Regions from separate parts of the Mus musculus genome. Here regions 1 and 2 are each linked to region 3. Evidence: chromatin contacts called from public promoter capture Hi-C data. All regions are on one chromosome and are shown on one strand. Each heading gives the region's core, a stretch centred on a gene start, on an enhancer-like site or on the middle of the called end of the contact. The rest is flanking DNA. Distances are from core to core; before and after follow the strand shown. Region 1 holds the start of Rtl8a (retrotransposon Gag like 8A). Region 2 holds the start of Mospd1 (motile sperm domain containing 1). Region 3 holds the start of Zfp449 (zinc finger protein 449).

The links. Promoter capture Hi-C pulls out the DNA fragments that hold promoters and counts their contacts.
Region 1: a promoter capture Hi-C map of pre-B cells shows a contact between it and region 3, with 4 times the contacts expected there. The contact joins the promoter of Rtl8a here to the promoter of Zfp449 in region 3. A contact is called at or near these places in 3 of 39 promoter capture datasets (cranial neural crest, hippocampal neurons and pre-B cells).
Region 2: a contact with region 3 is called in a promoter capture Hi-C map of 3T3-L1-derived adipocytes, with 4 times the contacts expected there. The contact joins the promoter of Mospd1 here to the promoter of Zfp449 in region 3. A contact is called at or near these places in 5 of 39 promoter capture datasets (3T3-L1-derived adipocytes, cranial neural crest, frontonasal cranial neural crest and 2 more).

Annotation. Positions count from the first base shown.
Region 1 is chrX:53,642,208-53,645,220 of GRCm38.p6, reverse strand. It overlaps Rtl8a (retrotransposon Gag like 8A), which reads left to right and starts at 1,458. Exons shown (of 1, transcript NM_024170.2): 1 at 1,458-2,733. The coding sequence starts at 1,600. The coding sequence ends at 1,941.
Region 2 is chrX:53,369,065-53,371,967 of GRCm38.p6, reverse strand. It overlaps Mospd1 (motile sperm domain containing 1), which reads left to right and starts at 1,409. Exons shown (of 6, transcript NM_001290514.1): 1 at 1,409-1,546.
Region 3 is chrX:56,344,963-56,348,010 of GRCm38.p6, reverse strand. It overlaps Zfp449 (zinc finger protein 449), which reads right to left and starts at 1,614. Exons shown (of 5, transcript NM_030139.5): 1 at 1,572-1,614. Gm38625 (a long non-coding RNA gene) reads left to right here and starts at 1,615. Exons shown (of 3, transcript XR_878111.3): 1 at 1,615-1,834; 2 at 2,870-2,935.

The DNA.
Region 1 (3,013 bases), core at 209-2,708, 2.7 Mb after region 3:
GCATACACGTGGGGAGCTTGTAGGGGTCAAAGCACTTTTACTTAAGTCATTTCACTGACCCAGCATTTGCTTTGGTTGAGATAGTCTAATTATGTAATCTGGCCTTGTCTCTACCTGAAGTTGCTTCAGCTTTTATTTCTTCTCAGTGGAGTACCAGGTAAAACCCATCATGCCTGCTACAAGCTCAATTTATCAAGGAAAAATCAGTAAGAAATAAGTCTTTATACAAAGGAATATAGAATAACTTTGCCCCAGAGTTACCTGTGTCCTAATCCTCAGAAAAGGGGCATATAATGCAAGTAGGAATTAAAATTATAGAACTATAGGTTAAAAAAAATCAAATGAATTTTAAAAAGATAATCCTGGATGATCTAACCACAAGAACTCATGATACTAGAAGGAGATTGAAGAAGCTTATTATGTTATGGTCTGTAATTTATAGAGCAAGAAAATGTCTCAGTTTATGCAACCACAATGAACTGAGTTATGCCAACTTGAAAATGAACAGGGAAGGGCTTATCCTTTAAGGATCCATAATGGAACATCCCTTCCCAATACTGTTTTACTCTCCTAAAAGCCATACCAAAGCTTGGCATGGAAACTCACACCTGGAATCCCAGAACTTGGGAGGGTGAGGCAGGACTACTGAAAGTACAAGCCTGGGACACAAGGAAAGATGCTACTTCAAAAATAAATCAATAAATAATAAAATATAGATACCAGGAACAAACTTCCACAGCACACAGAGACATAGCTTTTCAGTGATGTGCCAAGTAAAAGTCAGCAATTTTAATTATAAGGCATCATCACATAGATTAAGTTATACTGAGGAACATATTAGAAAACCATTGAGGAAAATTTCCAAAAACAATGTGTCAAGGGCTGGGCTGTTTGAAGGAACCCATAAGGTAAAACAGCATAAGATGGGAATACTCACAATAGAGTAAATTAATTCCAGATATATGCATGCTCTCCAAAACAGTAGAATCAGTTGTGATCTTAATGCAAAGTTCCAAGGTACACTCCCCTAGGGAAACTAAGGCCATCCTGTGATCGCCCCTACACACCACAAAGCAGGGAACTAGACAATGAACTAAAGGGTCTTAAGCAAGCCAGGAAAGCCCTTCGAGTTATAGTCGCTGCAATTTTTCCTCATCTGAAACAAGGGTTCCATTCTGTAGACAGAGTGACCTTAAATCATGATAATCCTCCTACCCCAGCCTCTGAAATGCTGGGATTACAGAATGAGAGACCACATTGGCCCCACACTACCTTGGTGAAAGTCTTGGGCACAAATTACTTTGCTCCACTAACCCTATTAATGCTTCTCTTGGACTGGCGCCTGAAATAGCTCACAACCCTGTGGGCTGAGATCACTATAGATCTAAAGTTGGCCCAATGTCCCGCTCAAAGGCCACGCCCCCTTCCCGAGACCTTGGGCACGCCTCTTCTCCTACGCACTTCCGGCGACGCCTTTGTAATTGACAATCTCTGTGCTCTGCAGATCCAGCAAAGCACAGCTGACCCCATCAAGAGTCCGGAGAGCCTCCAGCCAGCCCGGCCACCAAGCGACTAGATCAGCCCAGAGAGCGCAGCGTCATGGAAGGCCAAGGCAAGGTAAAGAGGCCGAAGGCCTACATGCTCAGGCACAACAGGCGGCGCCGTCGGCGGAACCCCATCCCGTTTCCAGAGCTGTTTGATGGCGAGATGGACAAGCTCCCGGAGTTCATCGTGCAGACCGGCTCCTACATGTTGGTGGACGACAGGACCTTCGACACCGACGAGCTCAAGGTGACGTTCCTCATCACCCGCCTCAAGGGCCGGGCCCTGCAGTGGGTGATCCCCTACATCAAGATCGACAGCCCCCTGCTCAATGATTACAACGGCTTCCTGAATGAGATGAAGCGGGTGTTCGGGTGGGAGGAGGATGAGGACTTCTAGGCCTCTGGCAAGCCTGGCCTGGGGTTGGGGCTCCGGGAGGGTGGGCTGCTGCTGTGTTGTCCTGTGGCTGCAGCCGGGGTCGCCGAGTGCGCCCTCCCCCCGGGCCCCCCTCCTACCCCGAGAACTCCCCCACCTCCCGCGCCCGCCCTGCCTGGAGATCTCGCATGCGCGCGCCCCTGTCTCCTCCTGTGTCCTAGCCTTTGTTCCAGGAATAGCTCCCCAGGCCCCTGCTGCTGTCCCTGCTGGGCCTGGCTCTGGAGAGCACAAGGCCTCCCACTGTTGACAGCTCAGCCCATCCCTGGCAGGTTTGGACACTGTCCCAGGCTCCAGCTGCAAGATGGGCTCCTGTCACCTAATGGACAGATCACCTGCCACCTGATGGACATGTCATGCTGTCCACTGCTTTCTATCTGGTGGACAGACTGCAAGCTTCTGCCCATAAGGCCTGTGCTGACGCTGCCATTTCAAGCCCCTGCACAACCCATCTGTGGACTGGCTGCTGCCCTTAACTGATCCGGACTCACCTGGGAGGTACCTGGGCTGCCCACGGCCCATGGACATTGATTCACCTTCAGCGGGACCCTTCCCCTCCCTGCTCCCAGAAACCTGCTGTCTCCCATTTTGTCTTGTGGACTAGCTGGTTTTCCTGAGAAACCAGCTTGCAGCTCTTTCTCTGATGTGTATGCCTTTTCCAACACAGTAGCCCCTGTGCTCTTTCCTTCTTGTCTGCTCTACCTGTACAGAAGCCTTTTCCTCACGTTGAATAAACATCAGATGCTATTTAAAAGGAAATGGAGTCTTACTTAGTATAGCATCCTACCACCCCTCCCCACAACCTTAACCCCTGCAGGTGTCTGTAGGTGGGGTCCATGTTCAAGAGGTGGTGATTGTGCCCTGCTATTCAGTCACTTATGTTACTCTCTAAGGTAAAATCTGTTTGTGATACTGCTTAAAGCCACAACGTAAATCTTTAATTCAGATCAGGGTAGAGCAATGTGATTTTTATGATCCAGAGGATTTCTTAGAAAAGACTCCTGAGTTCAAAAACAAAGTTAGCATGGAATTCCCTAGT
Region 2 (2,903 bases), core at 160-2,659, 3.0 Mb after region 3:
AAAGCGTCTGGTGGATTTAGTGGTACATGCCTGTAATCCCAGCATGATAGGAGGATCACTGCAAGTTAGAACCATCTTGGCCTCCATAACGTGTGTCAGACCAGCTAGCGCTATAGTCAGGCCACGTTTCAGACAAACAAATAAGACATGTCGTTCTTATGGAAGATTCTGAAAGGTTAGTTGGGAAAGTGACATTTCCCCTGGATCCTGAAAGATAGGTGTTCAAAAGACAGATAAGAGCATTGCACAAAGTCTGTGAGTAAAGGTCTCAGAGCCTAGGGCCCAAGTGATATCTACTGTTATAGACCCATTGATTAAGAGTAATGAGGAAGGTTTTGGGTCTTATACTTGTGCAGAGGGTACCCTTGGACCGTATTGTTCCTTTTTGAACATAATTAAGTTTGAATTTTGAAGTGTTTTCCATTTCATTTACTTTTCTTTTTTGAGACAGGGTTTCTCTATCCTGGCTGTCTTGTGTCCAGCACACTGGGTCTTGCTAGGTAGGCCAGGCTGCTGAGATATGAAGTCCTTGGGGTCTTTGGGACTTTGCCCCTTTGGTGCTTGACTTAACAGTTGTCCATTGTTCCTAGCCGAAAAGTCTTTTCTCTCTCATTTGTTGTTTGCTTGGTGTTGAGATGGGGTCTCATATATAAGCAGGCTGGCCTCAGTCTCAAAGATCTACTGCTTCCCCTTCTAAGTGCTAGGATTAAAGCCCTGTAGCAGCATACCTGCCTGAAAGACTCTAAGAATAGAGTACAGACCTGAGAATAGAGATTTCCCCTTTAAAAGTCAATTGTTATTTTGTAACTCAAATTTGTCTTAACTCAGGATCCTCCTGCCTCAGCCTTTGAATACTGGGATTATAGTCTTGTTCTACCATGCCAGGCTTGAAAAGCTTTAAGTAGAACAGCAGGGTCACCTATACCTTAGACTGAGCCAACTGGATTGCTGTCTGGGCAATAGTTTAGACAAAGTAACAGTAGAAAGAATGAATCCAAATAGGAAGCTACTGTAGCAGCATGAACAAATCCTGAACAGTCTGCTTTGCGCCGATGATAGAGTGGAGAAAGAGAGCTAGTGCTTAATACAGAGTCTCAGAGGAAGAGTCACAAGCCTTGGGTATTCATTGTATGGAATGCATTCTGAGTTGGGGAGAGGAGTGAATGAGGCAGACGTCAAAGGTCACCACCAAATGAGTGCAAAGAGATTGCACTCAGAGAAAGCCTCTAATCCTCTGGGGGCGGGTGAGGGGGGCGGAGGAAAAGGAGGGGCGGCCAGAGGACAAAGGAAGTAGTTTGAAGCATAGAGAAGGAAGAAACCCCAGAAGCCAGGTGGCAACACAGAAGCCCCGCCCCCGGCTAGACCCCGCCCCGGGCCCGCCTTTCCTTCCTCTTCTCACCCACCCCCCAGTTGCGACTCATCCTCCTGGGCGGGGAGAGGTGGCAGTCGAGTCCTCCCATATCCCAGCAGGCAGTGCAGTCTGGAGACTCTGACAAAGGAGCAGGGAGCAGTCGCAGCTGCTTTCCGAGGAGCCAGTGTTGCTGAGGTGAGAGTCCCTCAATGTCCCGTCACCCACTTTCTCTGACTTGCGGGGAAGACATGGAACTTACATGGCTGAGACCTCCCCCTCCGGTGTAGACAATGCCAGTACCCGTAGCCAGAGCTTGGCTCTGTGACTGACAGCAGGGCTGTTCAGTGCCGGGCTAAGGTGGGTGGCGGGGACCGGGCAGCGGGTCCACCGTTCTTGGACTGTTGGTGGCCCTTCTGCAGGGTCTCCAGGGCCAGCAGAGTTGTGTAGCTACCCCTGCCTAGACGAAGGCAGCCTCCGAAACCTCCCGCTGCCTGCCCGACAAGAGTTCAGTTGCCTTGGGGATGCAGCTCTAGGGACAACTCTTTGGCGGACATTGCCTGGAGGGCTGTGGGAGGGAAGTCAGTCGACTACCTAGTTTGGGATGACCCTGTCCTCGCCCTTCCTGCAGTTCAGCCGTTCCCCCCCGCGAGCAACTGGACGGAAACGGGGCGGGGGGCGACCGGAGCCAGGCGTCCCAGGATGGCTTTGCCTGAAGGGGCATGAAGGAAAGTAGAGAGACTGGGAGGGAGGGTGGTTGGTGGTCGAAGCAAGTATCTTCTTGGAATTACATAGGGGAGAAAGGAGGTAAGTGGCCTGTATCCTTACCCCTCCCTGGACCTCTGCACAGATCCTGATGGTTGCACCAGCTGCTCAGCTGTAAACAGGCTCACATGACCAGTTTCACATGGAGCCGGGTAGTGTGGAGATAGGGCTGTAAAGGCTGGGCCCCAAGCAGGTGGGGCTGGTCTTAGGCAGGAAGGTTTTAGCCCCTCCCTAGACCTCAGCCCTTAATCTTCTGCTGTTTCCCTCTGGGGAAAGTAACTGACATTTGTCTTTCTCTCACTGAAGTAGCATTGCTGTGCTAGTAGAATGGAAGGAAAGTTCACTTGGGAAAGCCACAGGGCAAGTAAGAAGTGCAAAGGGTCCTAGTATTTTGTCCTTTAAGGACATTTTAAGAGAAAGTAACCCTGAAAAAAAGTTCAAGTTCCTAAATTTTGCCTAAAAGGCAGTCCTGTTCTATTGGAACACTTTTTGTTTTTAATGTGAATTCCAGACAGGAGAAAGTCTACTCTTTTCGGGAAAGGCACACATGGGATTTAATACATTCTTAGTGACGAAAATCTTGTCCACACTTCCTGTAAGTATTAGGAAAGCTCTTTGTGTATAAAATACTACAGTCAGGAAATTGAGTAAGGAGTAGACAGCCAGCTTTTCAATTACACGTATATTTCATATATTTGGTATAGATCGGTGGTAAGTTTGGAGAACAGGAAACATGGCCAAATGTGTCTTTAAAATTTTTCAGTCCGTATTCTCAAACAGGATGTGAGAT
Region 3 (3,048 bases), core at 365-2,864:
CTCTATCTTATATGACAAGGACACCAAATGGTATTGTAAGTTTAACCAAAAATTCAATTTGCTTCCTCCGATATGCCAGATAAATGTAAGGGGCTCAGTAAATCGCATTATCCAAAGCACTTCTCTAATATCTTACAGAGACAGGTAAGAACCCTGCCTTTTCTTAAGGCCCCACTGATTTAATTTAATTCCATTCCTACCCTAATTCCAAGTCATTCTATTTTTCTATATGGAGATTTCAAAAGAAATGTAGGAGGGACAATACGGTACTTCCTAAATAACTAATAGTGTCAAGATATTTTTAGTGCAATCTCTGAGGTCACAGGGTTGGTTGTATACATGTCTATCCAGGGCTCAGGACCTGAATATGCATATACACTATGCCCCCTCCCCCATCTACTGAGACAACTATTTTTTTTTTTTTTTTTGGTTTTTCGAGACAGGGTTTCTCTGTGTAGCCCTGGCTGTCCTGGAACTCACTTTGTAGACCAGGCTGGCCTTGAACTTAGAAATCCGCCTGCCTCTGCCTATACTTTTTTTTTTTTTTTTTTTTTTTTTGGTTGAGACAACTCTTATACCTGTCCTCTTTAAGGTTTTTGAAGAGGATTCAAGGAAAAGAGTCCGGAACCTCTTCCCACTCTGTCAACTGGACTGAAACTGACTTCATATCAACCATCACTGTAACAGTAACCTGTCCTTCTGTGCCAAATGTATTTAGGCATAATTTGCTGTGCAGTCCTCACACCCAAATGCCTCTGTTTACAACAAGCACATAACGATAGCATCAACGTCATAAAAAATAATCCTTCGAGGATCAAATGGCACAGAAAGTGAATAGCAGCCCGCCTGGCACAAGGCGAGAACTCAAGTGAAGTTTATTGCTGGTCAAGACTCCTTCCTAGGAAGCTTCTAGTTTCCTGAGCCCAGGCATGGAACCGTTGCTGGAGGATATCCAAGGATCTGCAGTCTGTTGGCTGGGGACCCAGTACTTAAGCTGCTCCAGTCGCACAGCTGGCTAGGGAAGCCTCTCCTGGCTGACCCAAAACCTTCCACCACGTCTACCAGGGAAGTGTTTCTCTAGGTTTCTTTCCTGGGCCCTACATAGTAAAAACTTCACTTCATTAAGGAACAGTGCCCCCCCCCCCCGCCCCCAAGCTTGCCTCTGAATCCACCCTCACAGGGCCTACCCGTAAGGCACCGTTAATCAAAGAGGGCACTTGGGGAAACAGCAGGCGTGACATGTCCCTGAAAAGCCTAAAAGCTGGTTTAAAACCCCATGCCAGTGTTAGGGACGTGGTGTCCAAGAGCTCTTGGATGACAATGTCCGACCACCCAGATGGGCACTCCCTGCCATCGTGGACTCCCAGCAAGGCCTGGCCAGGTCGCAGGGAGCGGCGGCGGGGTCCCTGAACGAATAGGAGCCCGCCGCTCCTCTTTGCTCCTGGGGCCTGGCTCCCAGGGCACATATGAAATTTGCCAGTTTGTGTGGCCCCAGCCTTGCAAAAAAGAGCCCCGTTACCCGCGCCCGCGCCCCAGGGACAGCCACGCCCTCTGTCCGCTCCGGGACTCACCGCCTCTGCGCCCACGGCTCTCCCAAGCTCACCGGCAACTGCCCAGGGCGCAGGCGCACAGCCGCGTTGAGTACTACAGCTCCCGGCAGGCTCCACGCCGCCCGCCGCTTTTAGAGCCCACTAGGATGCTGACGTGGGGGATGGCTGGGACTCTTCTAGTCTTCCACCTAGTTTCAAGCTGCATTGGAAGAGCTCCTATTTCCGGTCTTATAGCTTTATGGTCCTAGGGGATTGGGTGGGACGAGCCCCGAGTAGTGAGTCAAGTAAGAGCTACTTCCCAACAGCTTTAGATTAATTGATGCAGGTGGGGGAAAAACTTTGTTTAAAACAGCCCCTACCCACTCAGTGATTCCCTCGGGGAGGAGGTGGTTCTTGAGAAGGCATTTTTTAAAACTCAGATTTCAGGGTCCCTAACGACACCCTGGAGAGCAAAAGAGCTTAGAGCCATTTTAATAATAAAAAAAAAAAATTTGGGGGGGGGGATTCTGACTGATCTGTGTTGTCTGTGTGCCACAGTGACCTTGAATATACATCTTAGTTTTTTTTTTCCTCTTGTAAGCTTAGAGCTTCCATCTAGGGAACCCTCCTATTCCTCTCCACCTTCAACAGCCCCCAGTGGTCTCTGAAGTTTGAAGATTAGCCTTCTGGCATTATTTCAAGTCTTCCAATTGGTTCCCTGCTTTTCCTGCCCTTGAAAGCAAACTTTCCCTTCTCCTTTGTCAGTGAGTTGTAGTGAGACTTGGTCCAAGGGCCACTAAATACAATAGTGCTGATTGGGAAAAAATGCTCATTTTTGGTCCGAGGCTGGGGCTATTGGTCTGTGTGTGCCAGAATTTTAGCCCTAGGACTTTGTTTCTGCCTGAGAACCTGTATCTAGACCTGAGTGTGTCCAAGATAGCAAGGAAAAAAGCTGCTTGTTCTTGTTCCTCCTTGATGATCCGGTGGAAGCAAGACAGACATGGGAGGAGCGGTGTTGTTGGCAGGCACTGAAGACAGCTTCATCCAAGCCAAAGTTGTTCTCATTAGCTGAGGCCTGGAGCCCCTGACTCTCAAGTCCTGCAAAGCCACTGTTACTCTTACCAGGGCCCTAGTCATCTTTGAAGGAAGAGTAGCTCATCTCAACCAAGGTGTTATGGGAGCCTGATGATTCTTTGGGTCTGAGAGTCAAATGAAATTGCACAAAGGCAGGACCTATCCCCAGGGAACCCATCTCCATCCTAGAGGCTGCCCACCTATGCTTTTGAGAATTCGAAGGAACTACAATAATAATAATTTTTTAAAAAGTGTGATTTGTTTAGAGAGATCTTGGAAGCCTTGGAGAATGTGTTGAGGGAAGATTTCTCTGCTTCAAAGTTGGCCCCAAGGTAGGAGACAGCTCTGTTTGTTTTCTGTGTTTTGTGTTCATGTTGCTGTGTTTTCCTGTTTTCTTTTCCTGGGAATTGAACCTAGAATCTCACACATGCTCCTTCTTTTCTTC